2 separate regions of the Danio rerio genome follow, and region 1 is linked to region 2. A link is a contact called in public Micro-C data. All regions are on one chromosome and are shown on one strand. The core of a region is the stretch at or near the end of the contact, and the rest is flanking DNA. Distances in the headings are between cores, read along the strand shown. Region 1 holds the start of ube2j1 (ubiquitin-conjugating enzyme E2, J1). Region 2 holds the start of snx14 (sorting nexin 14).

The links. Hi-C and Micro-C count contacts between places; a contact is called where the count stands out from the background.
Region 1: a Micro-C map of caudal fin shows a contact between it and region 2, with 8 times the contacts expected there. The contact joins the promoter of ube2j1 here to the promoter of snx14 in region 2. A contact is called at or near these places in 2 of 18 Hi-C or Micro-C datasets (caudal fin and an unstated tissue).

What each region holds. Positions count from the first base shown.
Region 1 is chr20:1,234,913-1,239,284 of GRCz12tu, forward strand. ube2j1 (ubiquitin-conjugating enzyme E2, J1) reads right to left here and starts at 2,953. Exons shown (of 8, transcript NM_214767.1): 1 at 2,742-2,953; 2 at 1,322-1,395. The coding sequence starts at 2,772.
Region 2 is chr20:928,606-933,260 of GRCz12tu, forward strand. It overlaps snx14 (sorting nexin 14), which reads right to left and starts at 3,088. Exons shown (of 29, transcript NM_001044793.1): 1 at 2,984-3,088; 2 at 707-848; 3 at 33-153. The coding sequence starts at 843.

The DNA.
Region 1 (4,372 bases), core at 1,703-4,202, 310 kb after region 2:
TATGGATGTTCCTCAAAATGACAAAAACCTTATTTGAAATCTGTGTGAAATCAAAAGGAGTACAATGTTTATCTTGCTAGCTCATATTGTCTCTTTAAATTGAATAATTAATCAGTGTAAGTTAAAAGTTTGAGTAAAAAAAAAAAGGTTTGTTTTGGTAATCTTCAATCAAACTCTGAGCATCTGCTTCTGTGTTTGGAGTGGTTGTCTTTCTGTTGATGCCAACCTGAGGGTTGCTATAGCAACTGCATATTAATGTTCCTAACCACGCCCCTCTTACTGTTAGTTTGCTACAAGGAAATGATGCACAAAAGGAAAGCCCCACCCCCTACTCAATATTCCGTTTCAGTTGGAAGCACATCAACATACTGAAGTCTCAGCAACTTCTGGTTCAGCCAGATTCAGTACACTTCAAAAGTCTGAAGAATAATCAAGCTATTTAAAAAATAATAAAATGCTTTTAATATCTTGAAATAATTAAAGTCTATTTGAATAATGAATTATATAAAATGATAAAAGTATTTATGTAACAAGTTAATGAATAAAATATAAATTACAACTGTTGTTTTGCATTTTAACTGCATTTTGTGCATTAAAAACTTACATTTAATAACACAACAAATACACATTTTTATAGTTTAATGTTGACTGATTTAGCGTTTTAATAATAGAAGTTACAAAATGAATCCTAATTAAATATAATTTATTATCAACTTCAGATTTTTGATTGACATCAAACTTTTAAAAGATCATAATAATTATAAAAAAATTGATGTAACAATTCAGTCAATTAAATATAACTAATAACTGTTTACATTTACATAACAACTAGTTACGTTTATAATATTCAACATCAAACATAATAATCGCAAAAAATAATACTAATTTTCATAGTCGAATATTCAATGTTTTAGCATTTTAACAGTTCTTGACAGTTCATAGTTACACGATAAATCATAATTATTTCAATAGAATTGATCAACTTGATTGACTTCAAATTCGGATCAATTCAAATTTATGAACAATTTAATAAATTAAATATAAATAACTCCATTTAAATAACAAGATGCATTTAAAACGTTTAACATTTATAATACGAACAACAATGAATAATACTAATTGTCAGTCTAATATTCATTGTTTCTTCTGAACATTTACAGAATTAAACATTCTGTAACTTCTGTTATTAAAACGTCAAACAAGCAAGACACAAACAGCGCTACAGAAAACACACGTTTCACATAAAGTTACACACTAAAACAGATGATAACGCATGAAGAAACTCCCAGAAATTCAATTCCTATAAATAATAAAGTCTCACCTCCAGTGGCTGAGCGTGATAATGTTCTGTGGGGTCACGAAGCTCTGCCGCCTCCTTCATCAGCCTCTTCACAGCTAACACACACACACACACACACACACACACACACACACACACACACACACACACACACACACACACACACAGTATTATTAGTTTACTAAATTTGAAAATTTGCCTAGTTTAACAAAAGCAGGGTTTATTGAACAGAGAATGGTCAGGCAAGCAACGATCAACACAAGGGCAAACAGATGTATACAGGCAGATCCAGAGTCATGCTCATATAACAGGCGGATGGTCAAAAGGCAGGCAGCAAACAACGTAAAACAAACAAAACAAAGCAAAGGTCAGACACGGAAGGCAAGGAAACCACGTCGTGATGTTCCCAATTCAGCATAACAAGACTCAGCCATGAGAGTGAACGTGTCAAGGCGAGACAGACGTGTGTGTGGTATAATCAGTACAAGAGCAGCTTCAGACTTTGAGCAGGTGTGTGTGTGTGGTGCATGACTGGAACTTGTAGTCCATGTAATGGTGGATGAGTGCATCTGAATGCAATGCTCAACACAGGTTGGAAATTTACTTGCGGTGGTGGCAGAATTGAAACACACCATTTACCTACAGCACATAAATAGTTAACTACAAACACACACATTTATTAAACACACACACACACACACACATTATATACACTCAGACACACATTACAAAGACACACATTACAAAGACACACACGCACACACACATTCATTAAACACAACCCCATTACAAACACACCCAATCATTACAAGCACTCATTTAAACACACACACACACACACATTACACTCAGACACACATTATAAAGACACACACAAACACACTCACTCAATACATACACTCATTTAAACACACACACACACACACTACACATACAAATGCATTACATACACACACATTACAAAGACACACACACACACACACACACACACACTACAAACACACACACTCACACACATGAAAAAGACACAAACACACACACACACGGAAAAGACACATGCATCAAAATGACAAGCATACACTACAAACACACACACACACACACACACACACACACACACACACACTACTAGCACACAAAATAAAAAGACACACACACAAACACACTACAAAGACACACATTAAAAACACACATAAATTACAAACACGCACACAATCAATCATTTATTACAAACTAATATTCATTACACACACACACACACGCACACACACCTGTGACTGCGGCTAGTAACGTAAGTCTACCGTTAGCTAGCTCGACACAGTGAAAAGACCGGCTGGACGGATGGATGAGTGCAGATGTTATGGTGTGGTTTATAGCTCGCGACAGCAGTGTGTGTGTGTGTGTGTGAGAGAGAGAGATAGAGATCAGAGGTTTGACTCACCTGGACTCTTCAGGTTGTATTTGCTCTCCATGATGCTCAATAATCCGGCGCTCGGCTGATCTGCGCTCCTGTGAGTGTGTGTTTATCCGCCGAGTGTGTGTTGTGTGAGCTCTGCCAGGTGTTTATCTAGAGCTGTAACCCTGACGTGGCAGCGCGCGCGGTGTGTGTGTGTGTGTTTTTACACACTTTCGAGATGAAATGTCTCAGATGTCACATGAAGAAAAAATGAAAACAGGAAGTAAACTTGTATTTTACAACGGAAAGCTTTATTGATGCGCCTGACAAGAACAACAGTGAGATTTGACGTCATGATTTTATGTTTTAAAAGTCTCCGTGAACCGGACGTTACTGAGACTTTTATTTCAGTATGTTGATGCGGGTTGACGTACTTCCAACTAGCTGTACGTATGCCCTGTGTAAAATGTTTAAATGTTGCTATATTTCTAAACAGCAATAAAAAATTATATATAAAAAACATATTTTAACTAAAACGAAATATTGAGTAGGGGCGGAAATGTTTTGTAGAAGGGATAACGTTATTTTTTTTTAAAAAGAATGGGATTGTTAGTAAATGTTGAACTATGGTTATAAATGCTGTATGTATTGTTCATTATTATAAATTTTCTCATTATTAGATTTTGTATACTTCCACTATGTGGTTTAGACTCAATATCAGTCCAAAAATATTAGTGGGGTATATGCACACGGACTTTTATTTTCAGTCAGCCAGCCTCAGGGCTTCCGGTTAATTGTCATCCCATACAAAATAAGATCTGATTTCTTTAAAAAAAATCAGTGATCTTCACTGCCTGGCTAAGATAGGATATAAAGTGGGTATCAGTCCAAGCAAGAAGCACTGCATTAAGTTATATTTCCCCCTGCCATGTCTTTAAAATATGGAAATTAATTTTACCTCAGTATTTTCAATGGAGTTTCTGCGCTCGCCTGCGGGTAATGATGGTGCCTGCGTTTAAACTGTCTTTCGTCTCTTTTTACGGTTTAACAACTAAATTAATGCTTTAGTCTATTGAACTGAATGCATTTTAATTACATTACAACATCAAGGCTGTAAAAGGAACCTTATGAAATTGAAAATAGTCACATAAAGATCTCACAGGAAGTTCATCATTGGCACTAGCTGTGCATAGAGCCGACAAATATTAAAGATTACATTTTTACATTAAAGCTATTTCGTGTTATAGTTACAGGATATGTATGCCTGCGAACACAAAGGGGGAAAAAACAGAATCTAAACAAAAATAATAAAATATGCAGGAATAAAACGGGAAATTGTCAAGAGAAGCTTTGTGAAGTCACGAATGGATGAACAAACTTTAATCTGTTTCTTGATTTAAGAAAAATTAAAGTCAACCCTGCTTATGCAACAGAATCAGATCAACCCGTTTAAGTGTTATAATAATAAATGTGAAATAAATTATGTGGAACGAAGAATGTAACACAATAATAATTTTGGAGTGACTAGTAAAATAATGGGCAGCCATCATGAAAATCTGCGAACATAATTGTATTAAATATAGACTTACTACAATTAACTCCGCAATTTAATTCTGACAATTATTATAAAATACTGAAAATACATATTAGATTCTTCAAGTAGATGGCGGTATTCG
Region 2 (4,655 bases), core at 1,838-4,337:
TCTGTTTTGTTTTTGTTTTGTTTTATACTCACTTTCCTCTTGGTCTTTATTGAGATGAGAATATTGGGCAGCAGGTATTCTGGGCTGAGGGAGCAGTAAAACGTGATCACTCCAGCCAGAAATGACCAGAAAACCATCAGAATATGGAGATACCTGCAGAAAGCGTGAGGATATAAAAAGAGAAAGATACATTAATCCAAGCAGGTGAATATACACTAATTTCTTTTTAAAACTATCACCAGGAAACAATTGCCATGTTTCCCTAATGATGTTGAACAGATTCAGGAGTTGTTCACAGTATTTCCTCTAATATTTGTTCTTCTGGAGAAAGTCTTATTTGTTTTATTTTCGGCTAGAATAAATGCAGTTTTTAATTGTTTTAAAGCCATTTTAAGCTCAATATTATTCGCCCCTTCAGCAATATTAGTGTTGGATAGTCTCCAGAACAAACCACTGTTATACAATGACTTGCCTAATTACCCTAACTTTACCCTAATTACCCTAGTGAAGCCTTTAAATGTCACTTTAAGCTGTATAGAAGTGTCTTGAAGAATATCTAGTCTAATATTATTTACTGTCATCATGACAAAGAGAAACTAAATCAGATATTAGAGATGAGTTATTAACACTATTATGTGCAGAAACGTGCCGAAAAAATAAGTGTCTCTCTCTCTATCTGTGTGTGTATGTGTGAGAGAACACTCACTGGTTCAGTATGATGGTGGAGGAGATCATAACCGTGAAGATGCAGAAGATGACCGGATATTGACGGGCAACATCCTTAAACATGTCGAAGCGCAGACCCCTCCTCACACAGCCCAGAAATGAGTGAGGGTCCGACATTATTCCTAAACAAGAGCATACACAACCATGACGTCAACAGAACACACCCTCTCTTTCAATCCTGATGATATTACTGGGGTAAACTTGGTTTCATATTTGCACATTCAGACTTTCTACGTAATAATATAATTTCTGAAAAGTAATGTTTGCAAATTCTAAATAGGAAAATCATATTAGCAGACAAGGCGGCATGGTGGCTCAGTGGTTAGCACTGTGGCCTCACAGCAAGAAGGTCGCTGGTTTGAGCCTCGGCTAGGTCAGTTGGTGTTTCTGTGTGGAGTTTGAATGTTCTCCCCGTGTTGGTGTGGGTTTCCTCCGGGTGCTCCGGTTGCCTCCACAGTCAAAACACATGCAGTACAGGTGTATGAATGTGTCTGAGTGTGAATGGGTGTTTCCCAGTACTGGGTTGTGGTTGAAAGCAAATATTTAAAGTACAATAAAGGCACCGCGTCACAAGTTGTCACTGTTCCAAAATAAAGTAATGAATGTCCGAATATAAAACCAACTTTACCTCCATGATGATATGAGGCTGACATGGTGGATATCGTGGTACTGGATAGTCCACGCAAAATATGATAAATTACTCACTATTTATTCTTCCTCAGGTGGTTTCAAACCTTTATGAGTTTATTTCTTCTGCTGAATGCTAGGCGATTTAAAGAAAACTGAAAACCTGTAACCATTGACTTTGATAGATGGAAAAACAAATACTATGAAAGTCAATGGTTACCGGTTTTCGGCAGAAGAAAGAAACGTTAACAAGTAAAGGGTGGGTAAATGATGACAGAATTTTCAGTTTTGGGTGAACTATCACTTTAATCAGTCCGGCCATATTAGTGTATTTACATGGTAAACTTACAAAACTATTAAGGTTTTACCATGGTGCCATTTTCTAAAACACGGTTGTGCTGAAGTACACACTGCAGATACTTTTTATTAGCGTAAAACTGTTACGTTACCTTGAGGAAAAGTTGGTTTTATTTTATATTTGCACATTTGGACTTTCTCCTTAAACTCTTTCAGAAAGGTATTGTTCGCTATTTATTCTAAATAGGAAAATCATATTAGCAGCCAATGATTATTATCAAATACGACATTGTTGACTGTCATTGAAATGGTGCTAATGTTGTTTTGAAGTCATACTTACATGCGAATAAACAAATAAACCTGAACAAATGTGTGAATATAAAACCAACTTTACCTTAACAACAAAACATAACATCTCATTTAGTACTGATGATATTCGGTTGACATGGTGGATATCGTGGTACTGGATAGTCCATGCAAAATATGATAAATTACTCACTATTTATACTTCCTCAGGTGGTTTCAAACCTTTATGAGTTTATTTCTGCTGCTGAATGCTAGGCGATTTAAAGAAAACTGAAAACCTGTAACCATTGAATTTGATAGAAGGAAAAACAAATACTATGAAAGTCAATGGTTACCGGTTTTCGGCAGAAGAAAGAAACTTTAACAAGTAAAGTGTGAGTAAATGACAATAGAATTTTCAGTTTTGGGTGATCACTTTAATCAGTCCGGCCGTATTCGCATATTTACATGGTAAACTTACAAAACTATTAAGGTTTTACCATGGTGCCATTTTCTAAAACACGGTTGTGCTGAAGTAAACACTGCAGATACTTTTTACTATTGATGTAATGTTGGTTTTATATTCGCACATTCCTTTATTTAACGTCCTCTATATTATCTACTACACTAATTTAAATATAGGGTCTGAAATCCCATGTAAATACGAGTTGAAAACAACATTAGCACGATTAAATTGTCTGTGAACACTGTTATACTTTGATATTCATTGGCTGCTAATATAATTTCACTATTCAGAATTTGCGAATCATACTTTCTGAAAGGATATTATTAAGGAGAAAGTCTGAATGTGCGAATATAACACCAGCTTTACCTCAATCTTTTTACTGGCGTAATACATTACAATACTATACCATATTATTAAACAAACCAAGGCATTTAACGTTACAAGATCAACCGAAGTGCACTATTATCAATAACTCTACGCTTGTTTTGCTTTATGTCGCTGTCTAATTAAGATATTAAACAGCAGCGAACGATTGCGATGATTATGACAGCTAACGTTGGCGTGATGATGTGGTTTTCTCACCTCACGGATGATCCGCAGGCTCAACATAAACTCCAGAAACATCTCAACACATCCTGACACAAATGTTTTGATCATCCAGCTGATTGTTTCACATGATCAGATTACTGAGCCTTACGTGAGCTGCACTTCCGGGTTTAAGACGAGAACGCTCCCAACACATTTTCAAAATAAAAGTTTCATATCTGTTCGATAAAATGGGGTAAAATGTGTTTTATTATGATTATTATTATTTTTATTATTATTATTATTATTATTATTATTATTATTACTTTTTATTGGTCATTCTTTTTTGTTAGGCTTAGTCCTTTATTATTATAATTAATATAATAATATTATATATTAATTGTAATAATAATAATAATAATAATAATAATAATAATAATAAACATAACAAAAATAATAACAATTATTATTATTATTATTATTATTCATTTTTTCATTCTTTTTTGTTAAGCTTAGTCCTTTATTATTATAATTTACATAATAATATTATATATTAATTGTAATAATAATAATAATTCATATTATTAATATTATTATTATTGATGCTTTTTAAAGTGCACATCTGACCTGATTTATAGTAAAGTGCATTACACTAACTATATTATAGCGTTTAAGACATTTTGTCAATGAATTAATGAACTTTAGTCAATCTATAAACTGTAATAAATACTGTAGTATACTTTAGTTTTTACTACAGTAAACTGGTGTATATATTGTTAAAAAAAGTATATGAATATATATATTGCAGATTCAGATTTTTTTACTTAAATTATTCGGAATAGTATGGTTCATTGCAAAACATGCAATAAAATAGTTTGGAAGACTTAAATTATTAATATTAATACACATTAGGCAAACAGGATTTCAAGTATGTTGCAAATTTAGTCTGAAATAATCTGTTTTGATGCATAACTGGTTTATTTAACTCATAAAGCACTGCAAAAAGCGTTTACTTGTGAGAAAGTGAGTAATTTAACTGGCTAAATTGACTTTAAAGTGTAAAAGTGACTAGTTGATTTTACTTAAAAAGTGTAGATATTTCTGTTTAACTTAACTTAGAGATATAAAGTTCACTTAACTTAATTATTATAATTAAATTTGTATATAATTTTATAATTAAATACTCGCTTTCTCAACTAATCATGCTTTTACAATTTAATTTATATAAAATAATGTAAAATTACTGAAAAATGATTGGTGGAAACAAAAATACTCAACCAAAATATGGAGATATATATATATATATAAGCTTTAAATCTTTTTTAAAATTGATGACACGCTTTTATTTATTTTTTTATTTATTTATTTATTTATTCTCTAAAGATCGTAGGCTTTCTTTTTCTTTTTAACTACCCAGGTTCTGATCGGCTTTATGTCTTCTGCCTTCATAAATATTGGAAGTCAGTGCTTCTCAATAAGTCCACAAGAGGGCGTCAGCAGACCAGTGGTCTGGAAGAAATCTTTCTCTAACAGAATCAAACAGCCTTTCTTGAATAATATGAATAATAAATACAAACAAAATCACCCCAAATGAATCATGGCTACTTATCTAAGCCTCCCGTGTGTAACTGAAGAAGAAAGGGAAGTAATTTCATACAGAGCCGTGAAGCTTTCAGTGCTGCAGTCAGAGAGCTGGACTATCAATACTGTTTGCTTGTTTTTACATCAC